Linked DNA regions of Oncorhynchus mykiss: region 2 is linked to region 1. A link is a contact called in public Hi-C data. All regions are on one chromosome and are shown on one strand. The core of a region is the stretch at or near the end of the contact, and the rest is flanking DNA. Distances in the headings are between cores, read along the strand shown.

The links. A called contact is a pair of places that touch in the nucleus more often than the background predicts.
Region 2: a contact with region 1 is called in a Hi-C map of liver, with 10 times the contacts expected there. The contact joins the promoter of LOC110496871 here to the promoter of LOC110496763 in region 1. A contact is called at or near these places in 2 of 3 Hi-C or Micro-C datasets (blood and liver).

What each region holds. Positions count from the first base shown.
Region 1 is chr2:77,774,481-77,779,495 of USDA_OmykA_1.1, forward strand. LOC110496763 (dynein light chain roadblock-type 2) reads left to right here and starts at 2,586. Exons shown (of 4, transcript XM_021572799.2): 1 at 2,586-2,734. The coding sequence starts at 2,732.
Region 2 is chr2:78,231,890-78,236,904 of USDA_OmykA_1.1, forward strand. It overlaps LOC110496871 (ELKS/Rab6-interacting/CAST family member 1), which reads left to right and starts at 2,015. Exons shown (of 20, transcript XM_021572904.2): 1 at 2,015-2,204; 2 at 4,624-5,015. The coding sequence starts at 4,915.

The DNA.
Region 1 (5,015 bases), core at 1,336-3,835:
AGCCACTTTAATAATGGAAAAATGGATGTAAAAAAATGTATCACTAGCCACTTTAAACAATGCCACTTAATATAATGTTTACATACCCTACATTACTCATCTCATATGTATATACTGTACTCTATATCATCTACTGCATCTTACCATCTTTATGTAATAGATGTATCACTAGCCACTTTAAACAATGTCATTTTTATATGTTTACATACCCTACATTACTCATCTCATATGTATATACTGTACTCGATACCATCTACTGCATTTTACCATCTTTATGTAATAGATGTATCACTAGACACTTTAAACAATGCCACTTAATATAATGTTTACATACCCTACATTACTCTTCTCATATGTATATACTGTACTCGATACCATCTACTGCATCTTGCCTTTCTGTACCATCACTCATTCATATATCTTTATGTACATATTCTTCATCCCTTTACACTTGTGTGTATAGTGTAGTTGTTGTGAAATTGTTAGGTTAGATTACTCGTTGGTTATTACTGCATTGTCGGAATTAGAAGCACAAGCATTTCACTACACTCGCATTAACATATGCTAACGTCAGTTATGGCAAATAAAATTGGATTTGATTTGATAGTAAAAATGAAATGCCTTTTCTGGTGTCTGACAGAGTTGACATAAATCCAGTTAGTTGCATTTTATTTAAAAAAATACACATTAAAAATTGGTTGTTTGGTTACATGGTGTGATAGCTGATACTTTGGTCTATCAAAATATATATTTCACATTTTGTTCATATTAAGGCAAATATTGTGGAGAAAAAGTTTACATTGTCCAATCTTTGAAGAATCCATGAGCATCTATTTTTCTCAACCTCATCGCGAAATGTGTAAAATAGCATGAGATTAGCTATAAAACTGCATTTTATCTCTCTGGCCTTGCTTGGACCTTGCTGGGGGTTCCCACGAAACTGCGCCGTGACTGGCTTAAATCCAATCCGTTTTTCATATTGGACATACATATTAGAAGATACAAATTACACGCGGCAGGTAGCCTAGTGGTTAGAGCGTTGGGCCAGTAAAGATCTGTCATTCTGCCCCTGAGTAAGGCAGTTAACCCACTGTTCCCCGGGCGCCGAAGACTTGGATGTTGATTATGGCAGCCCCTGCACCTCTCTGATTCAGAGCGGTTGGGCTGAATGCGGAAGACACATTTCAGATGCATTCAGTTGTACAACTGACGAGGTATCCCCCTTTCCTTTCCATACATAAATATAGCCCTGTACAGGAAAAACTATCCATTGTTTGTGTTCATAAAATCAAGATCCAGTCTGCCCTTTTGAACTGTCGCCTTAACTCTCTGCGGACTGAATAATTCAGGACTATATGTTAATTACAAAACAATAAATTTACTATTTTAGTTTACTATTTTCTTGCTTCCAGTGTGCACTCTGGAACCAGACTTGCACTCTTGGTTTGCCCAATAATGAAAAACAGCTTCTATCACAAGGCCATCAGACTGTTAAACAGCCATCACTAACACAGAGAAACTGCTTCCTACATACATACTCAAAATCATTGGCCACTTTAATTCATTGATCACTAGTCACTTAAATAATGCCACTTTAAAAATAATGTTTACGTATCTTACATTACTCATCTCATATGTATATATTGTGTTTTATACCATCTATTGCATCTTGCCTATGCCGCTCGGTCATCGCTCATCCATATATGTACACATTCTTATTCCAGCCCTTTAGATTTGTGTGTATTAGGTAGTTGTTGTGGAATTGTTAGATGACATATAATTTGAAACTTCTGTGTTACTGTTGATGATCAATTTCACGAAAAGTATTTAATTAATTTACTTCATCATGATATTTGTTATGAATAAATCATGCTTTTTACCAAATTGCGTCTCTCTTGACTTTTTGAATAAACCGATTGTTTGTTTGTAGAATGAGCAGCAATGCTCTTCGTAATGTATAGTCTGTGGATTTGGAAACTAGAAGCACCCCCCATTAACTGCGACACAACATACAGAAAATTGTGTACAGTGCAATATGTAATATGTCCAATATGAAAACAGATTGGATTTAAGCTGATAAGCCACTCTTTAAGGGCCGCAGAATGAGCAGCAACACTCATTGGGATGTAAAATCTGTGGATGTGGAATCTAGAAGTGCTTCTGAGTAGAACACTGAGACACATGTATGGTGCAATAAATGATAGGCGTACACTAGAGGAGGCTGCTGAGGGGAGGACTGCTCATAATAATGCCTGGAACGACTGGATGGATGAATGGAATGGAAACCATGTGTTTGATGTTGTTGATACCTTTCCACCTATTCTGCTCGAGCCATTACCACGTGCCCGTCCTCCCCAATTAAGGTGCCACCAACCTCCTGTGGCGTACACACACAAAAACATTGTTAACCATGTAGGTTTGAAATTTTAAAAAAAAATCTGCAAATAAATCAAATAATATTTCATAGAAATACGTTTAATTCGTTTTTCTATGAAAAATATATCGATAATTGTGCACATTTTCCTTAATATTCGCCCAAATGATTCACTTACAAAGTTTACAGGACGGGACTCTTATTCTGAAGGATTCCAAAAATCCGTGACCCAGAAGTACTTAGTTATTCTTGCCTGCTTCACAGCGGTATCACTGAGGAAGAAAGAACAGAAGGCGACAGGAGTGAAGAAAGGAATCTGCCTGCTGGACAACAACAACATTGACAGCACCTTCAAATATGGTACAAAAAATATAATTAATAATTTTAACATGACATGTTTTGCCTCATGTAAAGTGTTTAATAATAGTTATGTAAAGGGTAGATACGTGACGGCAACAACAGCAAATATCCATTATCAACCATCCCACTTTACTTAAGCTTGCTAGCTAACGTTATGCTAGCTCTCGAAAACCCTTCCTAACGGGGTTTCAGCGGTTACGTTCGCCCGCATTTAGCTCCATGTGAACCACAATTCCGACGCTGTGTTTAAATGTTTAGGAAAGGCAATCATCGATTTCAAACCTGTTTTCGAAACATATTATGATATTCCCCTTATCTTTTATATCAGGAAGAGTCTTTCAAATAAAAATCATAGCTATAGTTAAAATCTAATTTTATTTATCACATGCGCCGAATATAAGAGGATGCCTTACAGTGAAATGCTTACTTACAAGCCCCTTAACAATGCTTTAAGAAGTTAAGTAAAACGTAGATAAGTAAAATAAATAAATAAAAGTAACAAATAATTCAACAGTAGCAGTAAGAATATGAATAGCGAGGCTATATAGGGGGTTACCAGTACAATGTGCGGGGCACCGGTTAGTCGAGGTAATTGAGGTAATATGTAGAGTTAAAGTGACTATGCATAGATAATAATCAGAGAGTAGCAGCAGTGTAAGAGGGGTCTGGATAGCCCTTTGATGAGCTGTTCAGAAGTCTTATGGCTTGGGGGTAGAAGCCTTTTGGACCTAGACTTGGCGCTCCGGTACTGCTTGCCGTGCGGTAACAGAGAGAACAGTCTATGACTGGGGTGGCTGGAGTCTTTGACAATTTTTAGGGCCTTCCTCTGACACCGCCTGGTATAGAGGTCCTGGATGGCGGGAGGCTTGGCCCCAGTGATGTACTGGGCCGTACGCACTACCCTCTAGCTTTTGAGGATCTGAGGATCCATGCCAAATCTTTTCAGTCTCCTGAGGGGGAATAGGCTTTGCGTGCCTTTGTCGTAGTGTGTTTGGACCATGATAGTTTGTTGATGTGGACATCAAGGAACTTGAAGTTCTCCACCTGCTCCACTGCAGCCCTGTCGATGAGAATGGGGGCGTGTTCTGTCCTCCTTTTCCTTTTTCTATTTTTTAAAATGACATTTTTACCCCCCTTTTCTTCCCAATTTCGTGGTATCCAATTGTTAGTAATTACTATCTTGTCTCATCGCTACAACTCCCATACGGGCTCGGGAGAGACGAAGGTCGAAAGCTATGCGTCCTCCGAAACACAACCCAACCACTGCTTCTTAACACAGCGCGCCTCCAACCCGGAAGCCAGCCGCACCAATGTGTCGGAGGAAACACCATGCACCTGGCTACCTTGGTTAGCATGCACTGCGCCAGGCCCGCCACAGGAGTCGCTGGTGCGCGATGAGACAAGGATATCCCTACCGGCCAAACCCTCCCTAACCCGGACGACGCTAGGCCAATTGTGCGTCGCCCCACGGCCTCCCCGGTCGCGGCCGGCTGTGACAGAGCCTGGGCGCAAACCCAGAGTCTCTGGTGGCGCAGTGGTCTAGGACACTTTTCCAGTAGTCCACAATCATCTCCTTTGTCTTGATCACGTTGAGGGAGAGGTTGTTGTCCTGGCACCACACGACCAGGTATCTGACCTCCTCCTTATAGGCTGTCTCATCGTTGTTGGTGATCAGACCTACCACTTGTGTCATCGGCAAACTTGATAATGGTGTTGGCATCGTGCCTGGCCATGCAGTCAGGAAGTACAGGAGGAGACTGAGCACACACCCCTGAGGGTCCCTGTGTTGATGATCAGTGTGGCAGATGTGTTACCTACCCTTACCACCTGGGGGCGGCCTGTCAGGAAGTCCAGGATCCAGTTGCAGAGTTTAGTGCCAGGGTCCTTAGCTTAGTGGTGAGCTTTGAGGGCACTATGGTGTTGGAACGATGAGCTGTAGTCAATGAATAGTATTCTCACATAGGTGTTCCTTTAGTCCAGGTGGGAAAGGGCAGTGTTGAGTGCAATAGATATGGCATCATCTGTGGATCTGTTGGGGCGGTATACACATTGGAGTGGGTCTAGGGTTTCTGGGATAATGGTGTTGATGTGAGCCATGACCAGCCTTTCAAAGCACTTCATGGCTACAGATGTGAGTGCTACGGGTCGGTAGTCATTTAGGCAGGTTACCTTGGGCAGTTTTGTAGCAGTTTTGCGCAGATCCACAATTTGTGTGGCTCCAGTTGACGAACTACACTTACACACAGGTGTTCGGAGCATGCTAGATACAGTAGCCAATTAT
Region 2 (5,015 bases), core at 765-3,264, 460 kb after region 1:
GAGCTGCTCTGACAGTTGGTGCTTAAAGCTAGTGAAGGAGATAAGTGTTTCCAGTTTCAGAGATTTTTGTAGTTCCTTCCAGTCATTGGCAGCAGAGAACTGGAAGGAGAGGCGGCCAAAGAAATAATTGGTTTTGGGGGTGACTAGAGAGATATACCTGCTGGAGCGTGTGCTACAGGTGGGAGATGCTATGGTGACCAACGAGCTGAGATAAGGGGGGACTTTACCTAGCAGGGTCTTGTAGATGACATGGAGCCAGTGGGTTTGGCGACGAGTATGAAGCGAGGGCCAGCCAACGAGAGCGTACAGGTCGCAATGGTGAGTAGAATATGGGGCTTTGGTGACAAAACGGATTGCACTGTGATAGACTGCATCCAATTTGTTGAGTAGGGTATTGGAGGCTATTTTGTAAATGACATCGCCGAAGTCGAGGATTGGTAGGATGGTCAGTTTTACAAGGGTATGTTTGAGATGAGGCCACCATTCACTTTACCCTGTAATCATATGGATATTTTAGGTTTTGCAGTGATTATTATACTTTAACCTGATGACCTGATGCATTTGGCACACGTGGCTGGCCATGGGCTGATTTTAAATGTGTAAAGGCGCGCTCTATGAGCCAATATGTGTTCCATATACAGGGATGCGCATTGTGGCCAATGTAATAGGCAGAGTAGAATGCCAGCAACACTCCTTGTTATTCAGAGCCCCATGAAATGACACCATGTACATTCTACAGATCCTACTGAGTATTCCCTACAATACTTTTACTGCTGCACCTCGAATAGTTTTTGCTCTATAATCCAATATGTATTTAATATACGGTTACTTGCAGTGGGGGCATTTATTTGACCTTGGAACATGTTTTTTTTTAAGTAGAAATAAAAATAATGGGGTGCAAAGGAGCAAAATAAATCAATTAAATACAGTAGGGAAAGAGGTAGTTGTTTGGGCCAAATTATAGGTGGGCTATGTACAGGTGCAGTAATCTGTGAGCTGCTCTGACAGTTGGTGCTTAAAGCTAGTGAAGGAGATAAGTGTTTCCAGTTTCAGAGATTTTTGTAGTTCCTTCCAGTCATTGGCAGCAGAGAACTGGAAGGAGAGGCGGCCAAAGAAATAATTGGTTTTGGGGGTGACTAGAGAGATATACCTGCTGGAGCGTGTGCTACAGGTGGGAGATGCTATGGTGACCAACGAGCTGAGATAAGGGGGGACTTTACCTAGCAGGGTCTTGTAGATGACATGGAGCCAGTGGGTTTGGCGACGAGTATGAAGCGAGGGCCAGCCAACGAGAGCGTACAGGTCGCAATGGTGAGTAGAATATGGGGCTTTGGTGACAAAACGGATTGCACTGTGATAGACTGCATCCAATTTGTTGAGTAGGGTATTGGAGGCTATTTTGTAAATGACATCGCCGAAGTCGAGGATTGGTAGGATGGTCAGTTTTACAAGGGTATGTTTGAGATGAGGCCACCATTCACTTTACCCTGTAATCATATGGATATTTTAGGTTTTGCAGTGATTATTATACTTTAACCTGATGACCTGATGCATTTGGCACACGTGGCTGGCCATGGGCTGATTTTAAATGTGTAAAGGCGCGCTCTATGAGCCAATATGTGTTCCATATACAGGGATGCGCATTGTGGCCAATGTAATAGGCAGAGTAGAATGCCAGCAACACTCCTTGTTATTCAGAGCCCCATGAAATGACACCATGTACATTCTACAGATCCTACTGAGTATTCCCTACAATACTTTTACTGCTGCACCTCGAATAGTTTTTGCTCTATAATCCAATATGTATTTAATATACGGTTACTTGCAGTGGGGGCATTTATTTGACCTTGGAACATGTTTTTTTTTAAATGTCACTTAAACATGAACAAATATGAATCATTGAAAATATTATTTCATATATCATGAATAATAAATACAGGTTATTGTCACTTTTGTACGATTACATGGGGAACTTTTATTTAGAAAATGTCCGAAATTCTGTGACCCGGAAATAGTTTTTTTTAGTGTAGCTGACGAGACGCTGCTGAAGAAGAAAGCCGCTGGTTGTGTTGGCAAAAAATAGGGTAAAATCGGATGGAGGTATGCAGAAGAAATAAGGGAAAATGTCCGTATATGGAGCCGTTTTCCATTTGACGCAGGATACAGCAAACTGACTTGACCCCATCGGACATAGCTACAGCAAAGTACGTTAGTTCACTCTAAAGGTGATTTTCATAATCATTGTGTTCATTGCTAATCAACAAAAAATGGGTTCTGCTTGACCATATCCGATTCCTGGTATTTATTAATTAGTATTCATCGGGATATTATGAGTTTTTGTCGATTACGGCATTTGTGTTAGTTTTTTACGGGAGAGCGACTTACTTTTAATGAAGGAAAACTCCCTAAATAATGTTCAACCCTGAAGCAATGGAGGAGGAGAAAGGGATACATATGAGAGGGAGATTTTCGGTGGCTCCTGAGCCCCTTGTCTGTATTCCCAACGAAGAAAACATTTTAGATGTTGTCCATTTCTAAATAATTTAGACGTCTTGCCATCTAAGTTGACAATTGTATTATTACCCTCGCCTCGGACCAGCTGCATATCTTGCACCCATTTTTTTATTCCCAAGGTTTAAATGGCCAACCCTTTAGGTCGGTGTATCCAACACAGTTAATGTAGCGATTCACCTAGTGAACAAGAAAATGTAGCACGCTTTCTTGCTCATTATAGTGCTGCCAAAGAGATACTACTTTACAACAAAAAATGATATTGCGGTAAAACGTTACATTGTAACGCTTGATAACCCAGCCATATTAACTTAGCTTTTGCTGCTAGCTGTAACTAGCCTGCCAACTAGCTGTGCTTACGTTTATGAGTAGTCTGCAATCGAAATTGTTGTGGTTAAATGTATTCTGCATATATTGTTTTTTTTGTGCAAATTCTGTAGCGTTTTTGGGGCCACAACGCTGTCATTTGATACAACTGAAAAGGGGCGCTCCTCCCTACATTAGCCAGATCACGTGATACATAGCATAACGCACATGCGCCCCTATTGCTTTTTCTCTGAGATGTCAAAGCAAGCAAAGCAGAAACTGGCTACTCTTTGACTGATGTAGCTGGCAAGGTAACTGCTGTTTGACTTAACAGAAAAAAAGTATTTATTCCCAGTGCTGAGCTAGTAGTTTAACTGACGTGTAACGTTAGTGTTTCATCCCTTCTCAACTGAAGTTCTGTCTGAAGTGAATGAACTAACGCTACCACAGCCAGTTCAGCTCTAGCCTCTAGCTATCAGTCAGGTGGCAGTGTCTAACAGCTGTTGTGTGTATGGAAATGTTTTGTACCCTGATATTCTGTTTTTTGATAGTGCGTTGTGAGTTTTTATTAGTCAGTATAGCAATGTAAAGTTATTGATCTGCCAGGTTCCTTAGTTAATTCCCTTCATTTCACACTGACACGGTATAAACAGCTCTACAGGCTTCACTGTCATGGTGAACTGTCAGTACATAACACTATGCTCATCATTTATTAGCAGGAACAGATGGTGACAGATGTCCAATCAAAGCCAGATAGCCAGGAAAGATGAATTTTGCAGTATAATATAGCAATCAATGAATGGATACAAAGTTACATCTTGAGTTGATGGGTAGGCTTCAGTTTGGGACCTAGGAAGAATGGTCATTTCAATTATTGAACAATTGATTCTATTCTTGGATAATATAATGTATAAATGTACATCAAGGTAAATCTTTGACATGCCTCATCTGAGAAGGATCAGATGGTGACAGGGGTCTCAGCAGGGTCAAGCAACCAGAGAAGACCAGTGTGTGATGGTGCTGAGATTACACTTTATTCTCTCTGCGCAGCAAACACTGGACAAGCCAGGAGCTTCAAAGATTGAAACTATTTTAAGGCAGTCTGACAAACCTTGATCGAGGCTTTTCCCGATGACACAAAACATGTAAAACAAAAATATGAGGAAGACCTGGTAGACACTTGATGATCCCGAATGGATACTTATATGTTTGAATGCCCAGTCATGTTCATATAATCTCAGATATAAATGACTGCAGTTTAAGACTATCCATATAATGTACTATATGTCAGTGAAACTGAATATCATGCACTCTGAAATGTAATTCCTCAGCTGGAGGTGTAAAACACAGAAGGGGTCATATTTGCATATGTTATACTCTTATGAAGGCTAGGTGAATTCTGGCAAAGAGTATTTTCTTTTGTCTCAGCAGGTCTTCAGATTCTCCCTTCTCTCGGTTTTGGTTTGCTTGGAAATGTTGAAACTGGAGACTGTTATCAGAAGAAACTATGTAACCAAGCATTTATAGCGGCTAAGAAATGCATTGCCATTAATTGGAGGGTTGATTATCCCCCCACACTGTCACACTGGATGGCAGAAATGTCCAGTTATGTACAGTATTACTAGATTTGATTTATTACAAGATTAAGGGAATATTGTGCTACTTTTATAAGGTCTGGATACCTTCTATGGAATATTGTACGACAAAAGGACTCTGTATTGAAAACATGCCCATGTCAGGAGAGATACCTAGTCAGGCAATATCTAGCTGCTGATTATCCTTTTTAAACTCTGTTCCTTCTTCCAGATCAGTTTCCTGTGTGTGGACTCTCTGAGTGGCTGTTCTCTCGCTCAAAGAACAGCTGTCACCCAGTCCCTTCTGAGAGTGAGTGAGCATGAAGAGAGCTCAACAATTTCACATGAATCAAGCGCTCACTTACTCCAGTTGAAGCCGGAACAGAGACACGTCAGCACAAACTCACAGATCTGCTGTCAAAATCTCTCACACACACACTAGGCAAAGCTACATCCTCACATTTCAGACACTGCACCTCTTCATTCCCACCATCAATACGTTCACTCCTCTGCTTCAGTGAACATGTACGGCAGCTCCCGTTCCGTGGGCAGAGCGGATGCCAACCACAGCGGAGGGAGAGATGGGGGGAGCAGCCAGGGTTCGGGTCGCTCCCCTCATCTCCC